Linked DNA regions of Mus musculus: region 1 is linked to region 2. A link is a contact called in public HiChIP or PLAC-seq data. All regions are on one chromosome and are shown on one strand. Each heading gives the region's core, a stretch centred on a gene start, on an enhancer-like site or on the middle of the called end of the contact. The rest is flanking DNA. Distances are from core to core; before and after follow the strand shown.

What was found. HiChIP or PLAC-seq counts read pairs in DNA pulled down with a chosen protein or histone mark.
Region 1: a contact with region 2 is called in an HNF4G HiChIP or PLAC-seq map of pancreatic cancer cells. The contact joins the promoter of Tmem44 here to the enhancer-like site in region 2. A contact is called at or near these places in 1 of 39 promoter capture datasets (HPC-7-derived erythroid cells), 2 of 15 datasets of contacts at CTCF or cohesin (the NIH/3T3 cell line and embryonic stem cells), 1 of 484 Hi-C or Micro-C datasets (cerebral cortex), 9 of 115 datasets of contacts at active chromatin or transcription factors (the SCID.adh cell line, effector CD8 T cells, embryonic fibroblasts and 4 more) and 3 of 9 other capture datasets (adipose tissue, liver and pancreatic islet).

What each region holds. Positions count from the first base shown.
Region 1 is chr16:30,547,970-30,552,601 of GRCm38.p6, reverse strand. It overlaps Tmem44 (transmembrane protein 44), which reads left to right and starts at 2,024. Exons shown (of 11, transcript NM_001384248.1): 1 at 2,024-2,239. The coding sequence starts at 2,103.
Region 2 is chr16:30,508,551-30,512,965 of GRCm38.p6, reverse strand. Tmem44 (transmembrane protein 44) reads left to right here. Exons shown (of 11, transcript NM_001384248.1): 11 at 1-1,111. Among named protein-coding and RNA genes, the nearest start is that of Gm52252, 9.4 kb to the left of the region's middle. Within about 2 kb of position 2,300, at least 403 of the 459 cell types and tissues checked have an H3K27ac peak or open chromatin away from gene starts, as enhancers often do. A contact at or near this core is called in the NIH/3T3 cell line, the SCID.adh cell line, adipose tissue and 9 more, where this site is marked.

The sequences.
Region 1 (4,632 bases), core at 775-3,274, 40 kb before region 2:
GCTAAAAGTAAGCTGGGGTGTGGTGGAGGACATCTTTTGAGTGTTTGTATGTTTGGGGCTTTCTTGTTTTGTTTTTTGAGACAGGGTTCTTTGTGTAGCCCTGACTGTCCTAAAACTTGCAATGTAGACCAGGCTGACCTGGAACTCAAAGATCCACCTGCCCCTGCGTCCAGAGTGCTGGGATTAAAGGAATGTGCCATCGCTGCCTGGCAAACGTGGCACACATCTTTAATCTTAGCATTGGAGGCAGAGACAGGCAGAACTCTGAGCTCAAGGCTAGCTTGACTTATATAGGGAGTTCCAGGTTTGCCTGGGTCACATAGTGACACACCCACAGAGGGGGCAGGGGAGGGAGGGAGAGAGAGATGAGCACATAGGAGAAAGAGAGACAGCCCAAGAGGGAGGGAAGGAGGGAGGGAGGCAGGGAGGGAGGGAGGGAGGGAGGGAGGGAGGGAGGGAGGGAGGGAACAAGAAGCTGAGCCATGGTCTTCCTCCCATCACATCAGCTGAGTTTTCTTCCCTGTCTTAGAGCCCGACTTCCTTAGGATGACAATAAGATTAACTTCCATTGGTGGTTTGTGTCACTGCTTGAACTTCAGGGTTTCTAGTGTCACAGGAGGACAAAGGGAGGTGCCATTGTCTGGATTTTAAGTAGGAACTTTTTTGTTTTTGTTTTTGTTTTTCAAGACAGGTTTCTCTGTGTAGCTCTGGCTGTCCTGGAACTCACTCTGTAGACCAGGCTGGCCTCGAACTCAGAAATCCGCCTGCCTCTGCCTCCCAAGTGCTGGGATTAAAGGCATGTGCCACCACTGCCAGGCAAGTAGGAACATTTTAAAGATAGGTTCAGTTCTCTGCTCCAAGTCCCAGCTCCAGGGAGCAGAGGGTGAATTCCAGTCCGTGACGGCAGAGGGGATGTAGTAGATATGGCTACACCGTCATGCACTGACAGCTGCACATATGTGCCTATGTGTGTCTGTGTGTGTGCATGCCTGTGTGTGTTTGTATGTGTGCATTCAAGTGTGGAGTTCAGACAATATGTGTGGTCAGTTATTTCCTCTCTTCCATTAGATGGAAGATTAGATTGAACCCAGGTCTTCAGGCTTGGCAGCAAACACTTTCGCCCCTCGTGATACTACCAAGTTGGTGGTTATGTTTCTCCCTTACACACCCACCCTACCCCTCCCCACCCCACCCCACCCCACTCCACCCCCGAGTAGCCAGGGTTTCTCTGTGTAGCCTTGGCCGTCCTAGAACTCACTCTGTAGACCAGGCTGGCCTTGAACCTAGAGATCCTCTTGCCTCTGCCTCCCAGTGCCAGGATTAAAAGTGTGCACCACCACTCCTGGCTTTGTGGCTAAGTTTAAATATATGGAATTGGAGTGCGTGTGATCATTTAGACCACAGCGTTTTCTTTGCAGTAGACATCAAGGTGGATGGCTGTTGCACAGTCCCAGTACCTGGGAGGCTGAAGCGGGAAGAGTCTTTGAGTTGGCGGCCCACCAGGGCTACACAGTGAACTCCAGGTTAGCCTGGACCACGTGGCAAAACCCTGCCTCAAAAGTAAATAAACAGTGAAGCCACCGTCAAGCTGTGCTCTAAGCAAACTTACTGAAATCGAAGACAATTTGAAAATATTCTAATGGTTTCCTTTAGCGAAAAACCATCCATGTACCTGAATTGTGCGGCACCGTGGTTGGATGGGAGCGGCACATTTCAAGTTTAACCCCTTTCTGGCCGGGGTGGCGCAAGGCGTGCCCTTGACAGCTTCAGCAGAGGGGAAGGAGGAAGCAGAGGCGATGTGTACCCCATCCGTCCCCCACCCCACACTTTTGTGCTGCATCTTTTCAACCAGGGACAACGCTCCTCGGGGTTCCCTCCATCCCCCCACTAGCGCTGGTCCGCGCCAGAGTATTGTCTGGCTTTGGAACCGGGCGAACCCGCAAAGGGACTGGGTGCTGGCGGGGCCCTCCTTTGTGCAGCGGCCGCGCGCGGCTCTACCGCTAGGGGGCAGCCTGCACCCCGCAGAGCCCCACAATAGGCGAGGCTGGGGAGCCGCGCGGTCCGGGAACTTTCCCCGGGGTCGGCGGAGGCTCGGCCGTGCCATGGAGGAGGGGGCTAGCGCCGCGCCCCCGCTCTTGAACTGGGACTACCTGGAGCGCTGCTTCGCCCGCCGCCGCGTCTGCATCTCCTTCGGCCTGTGGATCTGCGCCGCCTGCTGCTGGATCGCTGCCCACACGCTGTAATGGGGACGGGACCCGCGCGAGGGGTGGCGGGCCACCCGCGGGGGCGACTGGGCGTCACTCGCCTCGGCTCCTCTAGGAAGCCTAGGGGGAAGGGGCGTACAGGGGGCGTCCTGCAGGTAGCTCAAGTCCGAGTTCGGATCTGACATTGCTATGTGGACTGAAGTGGAGTCCTTTCTGGACTCCGCGCACCGGGGAAGCTGGGCTGCGAGCCGGCAGCAGGAGGCTGGGTGGTGCAGTGGATGCGGGCTTGGAACAGCTTCTATTGTCAGCCTTTTCCTGGTTGTTGGCGGTGTGAGGGGAGCAAGTGTAAGCCTTTGGGTCTCCTGTGAATGAGGATATGCCTCATAAAATGAATGTGAGGATTAAATAAGGCATAGCAGGCAAAGGACTTAATACGTGCTCATTAAACACCATTACCGCTCTGGCTCTACCACCCACCCTTAGGGACCCTAGCAAGTCCCTCGATGTTTTCTACTTTTAATTTATCCAAAGCTCTTTATGCCAAGAGGTGAGGCAGTGGTTATCTGACTCTGGCCACAGTTTTTGCTTTTGTCTGTCTCCCGGTGGTTTGGCCAGGCAATCCCTGTAGCCTGGGTTCTGTGAGAGCATAGCCTCCAGGTCTTCAGCCACCCTGTCCCCACGCACAGAAACCCAGAGACAGTTTCCAGGGTGGTGCCACCCAAGTATACCCAGGCGGGGGAGAGTGTACAGCATCCCTCTATCCCGACTCCTGCAACTGGCTCACCTTAGCGCTCGGTGGACAACCCCCTCAAGACTGTCTGTAGTGGTTCAGAGAGTCAGCAGTCCATTGCCTAGAGACTGGAGTCCAGGACAGACACTCTGGGCCTGAGTTACATTTCTTCGTCCTCTTGCTCCTCGCCTGCCCCTGTCCCTAAGGCAGGTGCTGTTATCAATCGGATGAGGAGCCTGCTTCCTGAGTGAATAATAATCCTGCCTGTGACTCAGGTAGGCATCAGGGATTGAGCTCTCTGAGGTAGAGGGCTCTGCATGCATGGTCTCCTTTGTTCCGTAGCCATCCTATGCAGCCAACACAGGTAGGCATGCTCACCCCTGGAAACCATGGCTTACAGAAGTGAACTAGTGTGCTTAGAATGGCCGACTTTTGCCCTGCCTGAGGCTAGATGTGCCTCTCTGTTCTCTCTGTACCCCATCACTCCTGAACCCCTCTCCCCCTGTCTTTCTGCAGAGAATGGATCTTGGGGGGCAGGTTGCTAGGTTAAGGTCAGTCTGGGAGTCCTGGCCCCTGAGAGCACAGGGCATAGGGTAAAGCCCTGAGTGGTGAAGCTAGAGGCCTGCCGCTGGCTCACATCATCACCCCAGGCTGCAGGGTCTCCTCTCTCCAATGCAAAGGTTGAAGTAAAGCGTTGTTCATTTGGGTCCACATCTCTTACCCGACCAGTCTTCACTCCTCGAGCTTGCATTGGTTTTAATACCCAGAGCTTAGATTTATAGCTGACGGGTGACACCCTGAGCTTCAGGCTTGGGGCTGGCAGACACAGAGATGTTTAAGGTGTTGGGTAACAACCTTCTTTCTGTAATTATGATCCTTGGGACTGATGCTCAGAACCTAATCTATGGAATCAGAGCCAACCACTCTGCCTGAGCGGATGAAGCCGAAGCCGCTCCCAGCCCATTTCTCTATAAAATCCAGCATGGTTACTGAAACTCAAGTGTGGTGGTGACAGCACTGGTGATATTGCCAGAGAGACCCTGCCCACTGTATGACCCAGGTTCATGAAGGTAGGGAGAGGTGCTGTAGGAGAAAAGCCAGCAGTTTGGAGACCTAGGGAGAGGAGCCCGGAGCACCGTGCTGTTATTCAGTTTGGTTTCCCCTGCTTTATGAATATGCTCAAATTGCTCAGCTGGAAGAAGCTGCCACCCACTGCACAGATGGGTAAGGCGGATCTGACTCTAATTTCAAAGAAACAAATCGCCTTTTAAATTTAGGTAATTACCACTATAGTTAGCTGCAGTGCTAGGGTGGCTTTTAGATCCTGTTTCCCTTTCAGAAGATAAAACCTGACGGCTGGACTGGAGAAATGGCTCAGTGGATAAGAGTAGTGACTGCTCTTCCGGAGGTCCTGAGTTCAGATTCCGGCAACCACATGGTGGTTCACAATAATGAGATCCGACTCCCTCTTCTGGAGTGTCTGAAGACAGCTACAGTGTACTTCCATATAATAAATAAATCTTTAAAAGAAAAAACCTGACAACCAGCTTGTAAGGGCCTGATTTGGAAGAGGAAAAGGAAAAGAGCCCCCATCTCTCCTTAAACTTAATACTTACTGTGTAGTGCAGGCTGGCCTCGAACTCAGAAACCCCTGCTTCTGCTTCCCAAGTGCTAGGATTAAGGTGTTTCAAAACATGC
Region 2 (4,415 bases), core at 1,051-3,550:
CTTAAAAGTTTGCCTGGAGGGCTGCGGCTTAGCTGGGCGAATGCTTTCCTAACACGTGCAAGGCCCTGGCTTGCAGTGCAGCATAAGGGGTAGGATGATAGACACCCGGAGTCTGGGAAGTGGAGGCAGCAGGATTAGAAGTTCAAGGTCATCTATCTTTAGCTCTGTAGCAAAGGTTGGCATGAGATATATGAGACCCTGGAGGTGGGGGGAGAGAACAACTGTGCAGACCTTGAAGAACTAATCCCCTTAAATCCATCCAGTCACTCCAGGAAGAGGTCATGAGGACCATCTGATGATCTATGCACTGCTGTTACACTGAGAAATGAGTTACTAGTTTGGGAAGCTCTGGGTGGAGGAAGGGGCGTGGCTGGTCTCCTGTGCCGGGCCTGAATAAGTGTGCCGCCCTTTCCCTGCTGAGTCATGGTTTTCCCTGTCTTTAACAAGAAAGGCCAAGCCTAGTGGCTCACACTTTTTGGGAAGCTGGGACAGGAGGGCTTCCACAAGTTAAAGGTCAGCCTGGCTACTAAGACCCAGTCTCAAAAGACCCACAAACCAGGCTGGGTGTGGTGGCTCATTCCTTTAATACCAGTATCTGGGAGAGAGAGAGGCAGAAGGATCTCTGAGTTCAAGGCCAGCCTGGTGTACAGAGTTCCAGGTGAGTTCCAGGACAGCCAGGGCAACATAGTGAGACCCTGTCTCAAACAAAACAAAAAACAACCACCACTGAGCTGGGGATATAACTACAGGTCGATGGTAGAGCACTTCCCTAACATGCAGGAGCCCTTGGGTTCCATCCCCATCGTGAAAATAGACTTCCTTTTTTCTCTCATAACTATGCCAGTCAGCAGTTCACACGTAAGACTAACATCTCTACACACATCCAGAAAGACACGCTACATGAAGGTAAATTTCATATACACCTTGAAAATCTGTTTCAATTTATTTACTTATTATTATTTTTTAATTAATTGGTTGGTTGGTTCTCCTGAGCCTGGGTTTCTCTGTGTAGCCCTGACTGTCCTGGAACTTGTTCTATATGGCCTCGAGTACTGAGGTCCGCCTGCCTCTGCCTCCCAAGCGTCCTTGGATTAAAGGCGTTCGCCACCAATGCCTGGTTTATTTTTGTTGTTTTTAACAACTTGTGTATGTTGCGCCTGCACTTTCAGAGCGTGTATGGTGGTCCAAGTGACACTTGGCAGGTATCAGTTCTCTTTTTCTACCATGTGGGGTCTGGGCAGCAAGCAGCTTTACCACTCCTCCACCCCCCACCCACCCACACACAATCTGCTTACATTTTATTACCTGTTTGAGATAAATACTCTAGGGGTAAAATATAGCTGAGTGGATCAGCAATACTTAACACGCACAAGACCCCGGGTTCCATTTCTAGCATCAAAAAAGGAGCAGAACCTTCAGGACACTTCCCAAGTTCCCTGCGTGTTCTTTTTCCACTCCTTCACTTTTGCCTGGGCAGACACTTAACTCTCTTCCACCCTCTCATCTTTTTCTGCTTACAACAAGCCCAGAATTAAAAGGCCATCCATGGGCAGAGGGGGTTCTGCTTACAACAAACCCGGATGTGCTGAAGTGTTCAAAGCTCTTCCTTTAATTAGTGAGAGATGGTCTCTGACAAGTTCAAGACTGGTGCTAGCTCAACCGATCCAGAGAACGCCTAATAAGGAAGGCTGGTGGTCTGATGGCACCGGCCTGTGATCCCAGTTATTCCAGACCGAGACAGGAGGCTGGCTGGCAAGATCCTCGGGCTACAGAATAGCATCGGTCATTTTTGCAAAACTCGGTCTCAACGGTGCAATTTTTTTTTTTTTAAAGAAAAAAATCAAGTGGAATGGATGCTCAGAGGCAAAGCGCGTGGCTGAAACACGTCATGCTCTCATTTCTATCGCCAGAACCGAAGAATGTCTGCCTAATCTGCTTTCTTTTTGCCTTAAATCTGACAGCCAAATACGGCTCCAAACATTTGGGACTACGGTTTCTGAGCAGGGCAGGTCATTAAACTCCTAGGATCCTATTCCAGTCGCACGGGAACACTGCGGGCAGCGGCCGCCGTTGATGGCGGAGGCCGGGGCATTTCTTCGTACTCCGCAGGGTATGGCTAAGAGGCCGGTCTCTCCCTCCGAGTCGTTGCCCCCTCTTCTGACTCCGAAGCTCACCCTCGACGGCCCTGGGGGATAGCAAGTAGCGTTCTCCAGCAGCCGAGCCACACAAAGCTGGCCTGAGTCAGGATAACAACTCCATTTGGGGCACTTCCGGGATGCGGGGGAGGGGAAGCGGCCGGCGCATGCGCAACATGCAGCCACCCCCTGAGAGCAGCGCAGGCTCTGCCCGTTGGACCCTAGCTCCTGGCCTCCTCTGCCTGGGCACCTCTGACTTAAGTGTCTCCCCAGTGGGGGTCGGGGGAGGGAGGTGTTAAAAGATCGTTATAAGGCTATTGTGTATATTTGTGACTTAGATATAGTATAAGCAATATTCTGTGTGTTTGCGACTGACCAATAGCCCAAAGCTGCACTGCAAACCATTCTACCTAAGTGCATTCAACTTTTTTACAAGACAAAAATGCAGGTGCACGATTTAACTAAAGAAAATCAGATCGTGCCAAAGTTTATAAGGAAAACAACGGCGCTCTGCCCACACATCCGCAACTGCTTCACTTTCAGCTTCCTTTGTTTTGCCTCCAGCGACAGATTGCTCGTGCCTTTGCACAATGTCAAAATGTATTAACAGTAAATTCAAAAGCTACTTGGAAGTCTAGATTTCCCTTGGTAAGAGACAATCGGCAAACACAAGTTCTTTTATCTGGATCTTAATTGCTAATACTAACTCTCAGACCACACACCCATACCACCTTGTAATTGTATGAATATTGTCTGTCTGGGTTACACAACAGCTACAACCTGTGAAAGGAAGGGGGCAGAGTCAGAGGTTTTACTGGGGGCAGAGACAGATAGCTTTACAAATGCAGTTATGGCAGGTGATATATAGATGCTAAGATATATAAATATATAAGATATATAGTCTGGACGTTAGGCTAGAGACAGAGAGTCAAGCTGTAGGGTCACAGGGTACAGCCTCACTGCAGAGGCTCAGCTCAGAACTATGGAGTCAAGGTGAAGGCCCTGATCTGGACAGATGAGCAGATAGACTGACAATGGAAATTCTAGCAGTGGAGACTGAGCTGAGCGAGGACTCTGGGAACAGTAAACACTTGGGTGGCAGCTGAACAGTGGTGGTGCATACCTTGAACTCCGGAGGAAGAGTTAGTTCCTGGACAGCCAGGACTACGCAGGAATCCTGTGGCAGCCCTGGTAGAGAGGTGATTGGCATTGCCCGTGGGGTGTCCTTTTATGTAATCTGGGTGAGGGTGGTGCGTACTCGGTTGGTCTAGTGTGTTTCACAGTTACTGGGCCTGGTTTTCCAGATAAGGACGTCATTACACCCAAGTGTGATTCCTACACTCCTAACTTACTTTAACGTTGCAGAAGTGATGGGTTTTGACTTTTAGGACTAAGTTCTTAAGTCTGTGCCTTGTGGGTGTTGCCGGGCGCATGCTGGTGTTCTCGTGAACAGCAAGGCACAGAGTCACCCCTCCGAATGGAGCCCAACGATGTTTGGGCAAGTGGAGCTACACATGGCATGGCAAGGCTCAGCCTGGAAGCCACACTGTGGTGTGACCCAGAGCACAGCATCATCTCCACTCATGCACCTTACAGGCTAGCACAGCACGGCTTAGCTTCAAGCCCAGCGTCAACCTGCTTTCCAGCCACAACTGTCAAGGCTGTACAGATTGCCTCTAGCTTCCATTAAGCGCAGGTTGGGAGTCACAGTCGTTAGACAGGGACGTTGGAAAACAGACAAGTAGAAACAACCGGCTACGCATTCGGAATCGCTGTGGAGGCTTCGTACCAGGACCCTGGTTATTCCCAACTAGACCCCAGCTTCTGAGTTCCTAGGTCACATAAGACCTGAGCACCCTCTGACCATCATCAGCTTTTGGCCCAGCCTGGCAATCTCTGCTGCTCTGTCCCGAACTGGATGGTTTTCCTCCATCCTTCTCATCCTGCAAGTGTCCAGTACATGGAGCCTTTCCGTGCAAGCCAGGGGATCCTCTAAGGCCACAACCAAAACAGAAGCTCACAGACACTTGTCACCACCCTGATGTCCCAGGATGCCTGGCTGCATATGACAAGAGCCAGTTCTCAGGTTCTGGAGGCTCTGACTAGCTTGCACCACTTCTTCTTCTTCTCCTTCTTCTCCTTCTTCTTCTTCTTCTTCTCCTTCTTCTTCTTCTTCTTCTTCTTCTTCTTCTTCTTCTTCTTCTTCTTCTTCTTCTTCTTCTTCTTCTTTTTTTTTTTTTTTTTGATTTTTCGAGACAGGGTTTCTCTATATAGCCCTGG